Regions from separate parts of the Gossypium hirsutum genome. Here region 2 is linked to region 1. A link is a contact called in public Hi-C data. All regions are on one chromosome and are shown on one strand. Each heading gives the region's core, a stretch centred on a gene start, on an enhancer-like site or on the middle of the called end of the contact. The rest is flanking DNA. Distances are from core to core; before and after follow the strand shown.

Region 1 (5,052 bases), core at 2,477-4,976:
CTTGCATTTCCAAGAAATTGAACTCCAAAGCTAGTATAGGCTTTGATAACATAACCGATATGCTTAGGTTTCTTGCATTATCTACCACTTCCTCGGCTGTAAACCCTCTGCTTTCAGAATCATGGCTTCTTTCCTTCTTTAATGGTGATGGCCCTGATACCTTTGCTGGTCGCACTGCTCGTACTCTATCATGTCAAATATTCAGAACAGTATTTCATGTCAACAACATTAGATTTTTAACATTTGAGTGCTAATGGACATGATATATAGGGTCAAATGCATCATCATCATCATCGTAATAATAATGATACTTGGGATAGAAAGTATCTGAAATACCTGCAGGCAAGGCGGCATGAATACTTCAAAAGGTTGGGATTATACTCTGTTTGGCCACTGTAATTTCACATCAAAAAAAGTTAAAACGTCTACTTCAAAGTGGACTGCTCAGTGAAATATAAAATCATGTACGAAATTACCTAAAGCTTGGAAGTGACAATGTGATGGATGGGCCCATCCATTTGTTGAATTTCGGTGTAGGCACTGCAATCACCAAGTTTTTAACCAGAAAAATACCATAAAATCTATCACAACAATTATTAACGCCAGAAGCAAAGACAAGATAAAATAAATTTGTCCCCCTTCCTGAGCATGATCATCAGGTGTGTTTAAGCATAATGTGAAGCGAATTTAATTTATGTACACGATAATGCACTGTTTCACTTGGGATGAAGGTAACTCCAAGGAACCAGGATGGCATTACCCAAAAGTTAATTCTAGCCTATAGAACAAGTGCTTGACTAACTAACCGAAAGCTTTTTTGTGAAACAAAGGCATGCAGATTCAGATATAAAACAGTTTAAAGCTTGCCTTGAAATGGTAAAGCACAGAAAAGCATTCATTTGATAAGCCAACCTCTTGGGCAGATTCTTTTACTAACAAGATAAACTCTTGTTTAGGTTAATTACATTTGGCTTCTAAATCTTACAGGAAAATGAGGAAAACAAGTTATTTCATATTCTTAGGAAGGATATTCTTAGGAACTTCCAAATGCCATGAGAGTTCAGCACATAAGTAGGATCAAGTATGAACTCACCATCAGTCATAAGTTTGATATTACAGAGATCTGATGAAGCAGGACCCACAACTTCTGTCACCTGAACGTCCATGCAATCTTTTGAGTGGCAGATTGTTGTGCCAACACCAATCATGCTTAGAAAGCCACCAAATTTGTCCTTTGTTTGTCTAGGAACTGGTGTAATTCTCTGTTTTCAAACAAAACACACAAAACATGATTCATAAACCAATAATAAACATGAATTGTATTGCCTGTGGCCTAGCAACATATAAAGAGCTAAATTGCAATGTGAAATGGATTTTTCAAAGCAGACTTTATTCTAATTAATACCATCAATGTTGTAATTCAGCGAACCTCTACTGGAAAAGAGCTCATCTTGACAAAGAAGTTGACACATGTACACTTACAATTTTCATGGTGGTATACAAATTTAGACCAATCTTATAGGCAAGAAAATTGTGCCAGAGCTACAGTGAGTCTGGCAGAATGAGGACTACCTTTGAAAATCTGGCTACTTGACTTGGAAGCCCTACCTCCTGCAACAAGACCAGGGGAAAAAAAAATGCAAGTTCAAACTTCAAGTAGTAGAAATAAAGGAATTATGTGCATTAGTTACTTTAACAATGCCCCTTGATCACGGTGTAGAAGGAGCTCTGCATCCCTATGTTGAACCATTGGAATTGCAGGAGTGAAGGTCAACTTGTATGTTGGTGTAGAGTTAGAATTAAAGCTGTAATCAAGTAAATTTGGCCAGAGATCTAGTTTTCGTTGCTAAAAGACCATTCTAAACTTCCATGTCCTACCTTGCGTCCATGGTGACAAGCTTCTTCACTGTTTACAAGAACCCTGGCTGCCCAACTGTTCAAATTTAAATTAAGAAAAGAAACAAGAAGCAGAGGCAATTAGTTTGAGTACAAAAAGGAAATAGAAGAGGAACAACTATAAGACAAGGCATGAATGAAAATGATAATTTGACAGTCCATCCATATTCTAATGCTTCTATACAAGTCCATTAGGTTCTGATAGGAAACAAGTACAAGGCAGTTAGGTTTTATTGAGTGGAACTAGGTGATCCAAACAGTGTAAAGTGATCTTCTTCCTGATGCATGAACCTGACACACTTCCTACAGAAAAATGGCAAGTTGCTCATGCCACTTGAGGAAGATACTTGCTACTATACCAAACGTGACTAATACCACTGAATGATTCCTATGGAAGCATAAATTAATGAACAATTATAAGAAAAGCCGCATAATATAATGAGCAATAAGACACAATTCAAGTTATAAAAGTTTGACTGACCAACATAGTTAGCACATAAAGTGAAACGCAATTGAGTGGTGGGCACCACCTTATTTTTTGCTAGTTCAAGCCAAACCTTGAGGAAACTGGTACATGAATACCAAGACAGAACAGCCCTGACCTGACTTGTAAAGGCTTAAGGCCAGCGAATTCACTCAACTTATGATGCATTTCCTCCATACATGATATGTATAATTAACTAATTTTTTTTAATCAATCTCAACGAAAGAGGGGAGAACACATACGCGCAAGACGTTGGGGGATTCCACACAATTCCTGCTATCACCACAAGCTGGCAAAGAAACAGTTGACATGTGATCACTTTTTACTGGTCAATATTTTCTCTCAATACCACCTAATACATGATAAAAACGTTAATTGAAAATGAGAGTACGAAACCTCATCAAACACCCCAGCAGGGCTGTCATCGTAGTTGGCAAGGAAAAAACCACCCAGTGTGTATCTGCATTGTGCATGCCATGATTAATTTGTGAAAAGCAAAAACCATGAAATTCTGAAACTCCACAATCAACCCCCATAGAATTTTTAAGTAAATACGACTACCCAAAAGCTTCAACTAGGCGTAACTCCTTGGGTATGAATGCTCTAACAGTTTCAGCTTTGACAAGATGGAGTTGATACAAGGCACTGGGATGAAATTCAGACAAATTCAATAATCACATCAACATATATATATACATATTAACCAAATAATATGGATAAAAAGCTTAGTAGGTTTGACACTGACACTTGACCTGCCTTTGAAAATCCAGGGTGGATTGCCATAGCCTGGTGAACTTTTTGTTTCTCCGAACCCCATGAGACTCGCAGCTGGGAACCTAATTTCTTCAACAGCAAGGAGATGCCAAAAAAAAAGCCGAACCCAAATGATCCCACCACCCAATATGCAGAACAAGGAAGTGGAACCAACTTATGTTATAGCAGAATCACAAAATTAATACAAAATTATATATGGCAAGAAGGAAGATGGAAAAGCAAGCAAGCAAGCAAGCAAGGGAAGAGTAAAGAAGAGTGTGTGTGTGTGTGTAGCGGAGAGAAAGAGAGACTAATTTGAAAGCCAATGAAAGAGGAATTTAAAGAAGTAACCGACAGAAGGAAGAGAGAGAAGGCACGATAGGCAGGCGGTATTTAAGTTAAGAAGTGGATAGACTTTACTTGCACATCCTTTCATTTCATCTAATTCTGAGCTTTTCTTATGGCTTGGCGCCAACTGAATGTACCATCTCTAACTTAATCTTCCCTAAATCCATTTCCTGATCCGGATAAGATTTTCGGTGTATATCAATTCCTTTGATTTATCTTGGTCTTGATGGTGGACTGGAACCTTTAACCACAAAATTTTAAATCCATGATTTTAGCTTTCTTTTAAGCTTCCCATCTACAACAATTTCTTACCCATGCTTTTTCTATTATTACATTTTTCTCAATATGACCGACTTGAATTTTAGTTAAATTATCACACCCATTTTCTCCCCTATGTTTTTGTTTTAACTTATACTAGCCACTTAATTGCATATAAATTTTAAAATATTTTAATTACATCTTAAATTATTAATGTTATATCAATTAGGTTATTTAAGCCATTAATTTAACTGTCAAATGATAAGCTAAATCTTATATAACTTAATTTAAAATGAAAATTTTAAAGAAATAAAATTTTGTAGCATAAATTTTAAAAATAAAAACTAAAATTAAAAACAAAAAGAGTAAACAATAAAACTTTTGTAAAAAAAAATTGAAAACCTTAATTATGCTTTTTAAAACATTCATTTTTGCAAAATTCAATTCATTCCTTTTTTTTTTCTTTTTTAAATTATATCATATAAGATCTAACCTATCATTTAATAGTTAAATTAACAATTTTAGTAACGAAATGATGTGATTGATATAATCTCAACAATTTAAAGATATAATTAGAATGATTTAAAATTTAAAAATTAATGGGTAAACTACACCAATGGAGGTTATATTTTAGTCACTTATGTTTGAAATGTTATGTTTTTTTCACTTACGTTATCATGTTGTAACATTTTAGTCACTGAGCTGTTAATTGTTATTAATGGCGTAACGGTAAGCTAACGTGGCACGTTAAATCATCATTTCAAACAAAAATTTTAAGTTAAATTATACAATTGGTCTCCATATTTTTTCATTTAAAGTAATTTAATTTTTTCTTTTATGATTTTTTAACTTTTCTTTTCTTTTTTTTCCATTCAATTTTGCTTCTCCTTCTATTTTCTTACCTTCTCCATTTTTTAAAGAAATGAAGAAGGTAGGAAAACATAGGGAGAAGCAGAAAATGATGAAAAAAAAAAGGAAAGTTAAAAGATCATAAACGAAAAAAAATTAAATTGCTCAAAACGAAAAAATATGGGGATCAATTGTATAATTTAACCTAAAAATTTGTTTGAAATGATGGTTTAATGTGCCACGTTAGTTTGCCGTTACACCGTTAACTACAATTAATAACTTAATTACTAAAATGTTACAACACGATAACGTAAGTGACTAAAACGTAACATTTTAAATATAAATGATTAAAATGTAAGTTGAGGTAAAAAAAAAAACCATAAATGTAATCTATTCAAAACTATTTTAAAGATGTTTATGCAACTAGGATCTTTTCGTTTTATGGATTAAAATTCCTCTTCCAA
Region 2 (5,148 bases), core at 144-2,643, 77 kb after region 1:
TTAATTCCTAATCTAATTATATCTTTAAAAAATTAAAAATAAAATTCATCATAGTTAATTATAGCTGTAATTCACCCAATTCTCAATTCATTAAAGATTGGAGCAAATAGTGCTTGAATTATATTTAATCCCTTAGGTGTCACTAATTATAATAGACAGAAGTATAATTATAAGTAATTACACCCATATTTAATTATTATTGTTTTATAAATACATCCTTAATCTTATCAAATTTAAAAGGTATAATAATTTATTTGTTCATCCGACTAAGAAAAAAGTCATTTAATCCCTTCATTTAAGTTTTCGTAAGTTTTTAGTCCTTAAACTTTTGTTGTTTGTCAAATCAACCCCAAAAGAATGGAAAAGTTAACATTTGTTAACTTTACCTATATAACATATACGTGGATTGCCATATGGATGTCACGTCTACAATTAATTAATTTTTAAAATTAAAAAAATAAAAATTATTAAAGAAGTATAATTTTTTTAAAAAATTTAATCAATTGATAATGTGACATATGCATGGCAATTTACGTGTATGCCACGTCAATAAAATTAATAAATATTTACTTTTCCATCCATTTTGGATTTGATTTGACAAACAATGTAAGTTCAATGGTTAAAAAAAAAAATACAAAGCTAAAATAATTTTTTTATAAAATTGAAGGGTAAAAAAATGATTATATCAATCTAAAAATAGTATTTATTTTTAACATATTAAATGAGCCACTTTAATAAAAGTAAAAATGGAAATAGCTGAAGTTTCAATGCAATATACATCAAATAAAAGCTTTGATAATATTAAAATATATAATCTTATCTCTAACAATGGAGAGATTTGTTTTCATCCCACCAAATCTAAAGTCACAACTTGCCAAGCAGCGAGTTAAAGAGGCTGAGGTAACAATCGCAAGTGCATGTAAGACCCAACTCATTCATTCTGAAAAAGGGGGAAAAAAAGATTTTAAGTAATAATTAAAGCATCCAATCATGGGCTTAAATTAAATTGATTGGGTAGTGACAAGTGAGCACTGAAGCAATGAAGAGGAGGGGAAGGTTCCCATCCATGGTGACAGATGACACGCTGGGATGGACCCTCAGCAACCAAAGCAAAGACAAGCCAACAATCATCATAAATCATGTAATTCAATTTGGACTCTTGAGATTCTTAAAACTTTTACACGTACTAGTAGCGAGACGTGTTGGCTGTTGAAGCATTGCCTTTTTCCATGATGCTGCTTTATTATTATGATGTACTTTTTGGTCCCACTCCAACCAAAAATGACTGCCATCATTCTTTGCAAAGTGCACCAATCAAATATAGATCCTTGGACTGTAGGTGTCACTATCACAACTGGGTCATCCCATGCACTTGCAGGTGAGGTGAGGTGACCATATAGCTTACCCTTCTTCCTTTCTAATTGCAGTTCAAGAAATATTGTGTGCTAATGCTATACAGTATCCTGTTACACATCCACGCGTGAGGCTGCACCCAACCCCACCCCACGGCAATTGCCTGCTGCCTCTCTTTTTCCTGTTTTCTTAATTTCAGCCGCAATATTGAATCCACAGCTTGATGCCATTACAGATTTTGTGACTCAGGATGGAAAAAAAAAAAGCAAAAATGAAGATTGAAGGAAAAGGCCACAAGCTTGGATTGCTAATTATTCCTCTGAGAGAACACTATCTACAGAATATCTGATGCTGAAGCTGAACTTTCAGCCACAGTATCAGGATCATCTAAGACTCAGCTTGATTTGCATAGTCCAATGTACCACATTATGGATATAAAGTAATCCCTTGCACTCTCTCCTTAAAGATATGAAACTAACCTCATTTTGTTTCGTATGCAAAAAGCTTTGGCACCCATGTTAACATCAGCAATAGCCTAATATGCTTGGAAACTGCTAGTATATATAAATGAATTAAAAACCATGTATTTGATACTTAATGATTTAAAAATTTTCAGTTTTTAAGTCTTAACTCAGTTAGTATTAATAATATTTTCAATATAGGAAGATGTACATTCTAGCATGCTAAAGCACATTTATTCTCCTATTTAAGAGTTGAGAAGGGGTTATGGATAATTCAAGCATATTAATTTTACTTAAGTCACACTTCAAGAAAGTCCAATTCAATTTGTCATATGCTTTGGATTTTTTTAAAAGATTTACAACCGTCCAATAGAATTAATTCTTACAAACATTGAACTAAATAATTAACTCACTCCAATTAATTAACTAACCAGAATAAATATGAATAAAAATCACAAATTATATAGGATGTGACTCAAACTATGATTTTAAAGTTTGTCAGACTTCAACATTGCAATTGAACCAAAATCCCATTAAACCAAGGACCTCAACTTTACCAACAAAGGTAGATTGGAACTTAGAAACCAAGCTTTTCATGATAGGCCTCAATCTATTAACCAAAACTTTGGAAATAATTTTATAAATGGTATTAATAGAAATTCAGTTTTAAATTATGAGTAAATGGATGTCAATAACAATAAAAATAATCAAGTTTCAACTCAATTTGGTATTAATGATTATTTTTCAAATACTGGGTTGAATTGTCGATTTTTTAAAGTTGAGCTTAAAAATTGAATTTTAATTCAAATTATTGGCTCACATTTCAAGTTTAGTTGTTATATTTTGAGCCCAATTAACTTGGTCTAAATTACTGGAGATAAATATTTTTTTATACAATACTTAAATTTGTACATAATATTATGTTTTCCTGCACTGACAACAATATCTCATTGATAGTTATTTCGAATCAAATAACCCGTTAAATTTAGAATTAAGTCTGATTAATTTCAGATCATTTGAACCTTATTAAAATTAGCCCAATTACATAGATGAATATTTGAATATCCATTTATTGGGTCTGGTCACATTTGATTCAAATTCATTAAAATGCTTAAAGCCCAATTTCTTCTTTGGAATTCAGATCAGGATTAAGGTTTTAAGGTCATTTATTATGAGTCATCTTGTATCTCATTAAATAAGTTACATTTTTATTTTTAATAAAAACTTTCATCTTTAAATCTTATTATTTAAAATTTGTTATGAATAATGTTGGAAGTAAAAATACCGACCACCAAATCTATGAAGAGACCGAAGCGTGCTTAAGAGAGAGCCTTTGCTTCAAGGATCAAGAAGGTACCTTATACACCCATTGACGCAAATCTTAAGCCTATGATAGAAGCATGACACTTACGGTACGTTTGGTTCATTGTAATAGAATAGGGTTGTAATTGAATAGAGTTGTAATGGAATAGAGCTGTAATCAGTAATTCAATTGTTTGGTTGAATGGAATTGAATAGAGCTGTAATAGAATTCTTGTGTTTAGTTGAATGGAATAGATGTTGTTATTAAATGACCAAAGTACCCTTAGCAGAATTTTTGTAGATAGATGATTATTGTTATTAAATTTTAATAAGATTATTGTCCAATATATTTTAATAAAAATAAAAATAAATAATTTAATCATATTTTAGCATAATTATTATTAAATACAATTTAATAAAATAATATATAATTTAATAATATTCTTAATATAATTATTAATAATATTTAATAATAATTTTAATATAAAATTATTATTAAAAATATTTCAATGCCTAATATATTTGCTTTAATCTAGCTTCTCACCTGTTCTCTTAGGTCACAATCATCAATATAAAAATGAGTTTAACATACGATATGATAATCCTCTAATGACATTTTATTTTAATAGTCAATTTTAATAGAAAGCATATTTTTTATATTTTATTTTATCCTTTTTAATAACATGATAACAACAATTAATTATAAGGTATACTCTTTAATAAATTAATTATTTATAGCAATCTTTTGGTGAAATAAAAACCTTCAAATTTTACATAAAAATTACTAAATTTTAGTAACATTAGTTCTTTTCATATGTGAAATAACAAAATAAAAACTCATAGTCTTTTGTTATTCAAAAACCATAGTCCTTAATTTTATGTTATTCAAAAACTCATAGTTCTTTATGTTATTCAAAAACATGAAGAAAACTCGATATAAATACAGAAGGAGCTGAGATCCGCAATCCCTTTGTCTCAAAAGCCATTCCTCATTTTATGTTAATAAAAAACTCATAGTTCTTTGTGTTATTCTCGTATAAGAAATAGCAAATTCTCTCCATAGCATTGGCTTTTCTTAGAAAGTCAAACTCATATTCGATCTTGACAACACAAAGGATAAATAATTAACGATAATCAGAAGAAAAAAGAAATCCAAATCCAAGTGGAACGATACTCTCAATTTACATAAATTTGAAAATACATAAAAGAAGGATAAATGTGTTTTGCAAGGAACATCAGTGTGAATACAAATACCTTCTTTTCCATTTTCTTGGTAACGGAAAACAAATTAAATTTGACATTATTCTTCTGAATGTATAGTGCAAATGTTTGCAAGTTACGGATGTCGGTCATCATAAGATCCCGGATTCCCAGATGTTGCACCTGCCATAAACTTGAATGGTCAAAATCACATAGACAGGTGAGGTTTTAAAATTATTTTCAAGGGGACTTACTGTAACGCCCCTTACCCAAGACCGTTGCCGAAGTCGAGCACAAGGCACTACTAAACTTATTTGAGCACTTAACCAAATTCAGATAATTTATATCATACTTTTCAGACAAGTTGTCCAACTGCGTCATAGTTGCTAAATAATTCATATCTCGAGTTATAAAACTCGAAATCTAAATCCGTAAATTTTCCCCGAATTTATACTCATATATCTACTTACCAATTTTTTTCTAGAATTTTTGGTCAAGCCAATTAGTACAGTTTATTAGTTAAAATATCCCCTGTTTCAGGGTTTGACTACTCTGACCTCTGTGTATTACGAATCAGATATCTCTCTGTACAGAGCTTCAATGACTATGCCGTTTGTCTCTAATAAAACTAGACTCAATAAGGAATCTGTACATATAAAGTATGACTTCTAATTATCTTTTTAAAATTTATGGTGAATTTCCAAAGTCAGAACAGGGGATCCAGAAATTGCTCTGGCCCTGTTTCACAAAAATTTAAACATCTCATAAAATATAGCTCATATACCTATTTTGCTTCTTCCATATGAAAATAGACTCATCAAGATTCGATTCC

Evidence for each region. A called contact is a pair of places that touch in the nucleus more often than the background predicts.
Region 2: a Hi-C map of leaf shows a contact between it and region 1, with 4 times the contacts expected there. The contact joins the enhancer-like site here to the promoter of LOC107952012 in region 1. A contact is called at or near these places in 17 of 34 Hi-C or Micro-C datasets (anther, callus, fibers and 4 more).

What each region holds. Positions count from the first base shown.
Region 1 is chrA03:104,488,134-104,493,185 of Gossypium_hirsutum_v2.1, forward strand. LOC107952012 (protein NEOXANTHIN-DEFICIENT 1) reads right to left here and starts at 3,727. Exons shown (of 10, transcript XM_041100447.1): 1 at 3,133-3,727; 2 at 2,942-3,025; 3 at 2,777-2,840; 4 at 2,623-2,669; 5 at 1,879-1,933; 6 at 1,573-1,611; 7 at 1,094-1,262; 8 at 477-540; 9 at 337-393; 10 at 1-185. The coding sequence starts at 3,197.
Region 2 is chrA03:104,567,443-104,572,590 of Gossypium_hirsutum_v2.1, forward strand. LOC107886723 (a long non-coding RNA gene) reads right to left here. Exons shown (of 4, transcript XR_005918058.1): 4 at 4,276-4,499. Among protein-coding and RNA genes, the nearest start is that of LOC107886723, 9.3 kb to the right of the region's middle. Within about 2 kb of position 1,394, at least 4 of the 9 cell types and tissues checked have an H3K27ac peak or open chromatin away from gene starts, as enhancers often do. A contact at or near this core is called in hypocotyl and leaf, where this site is marked.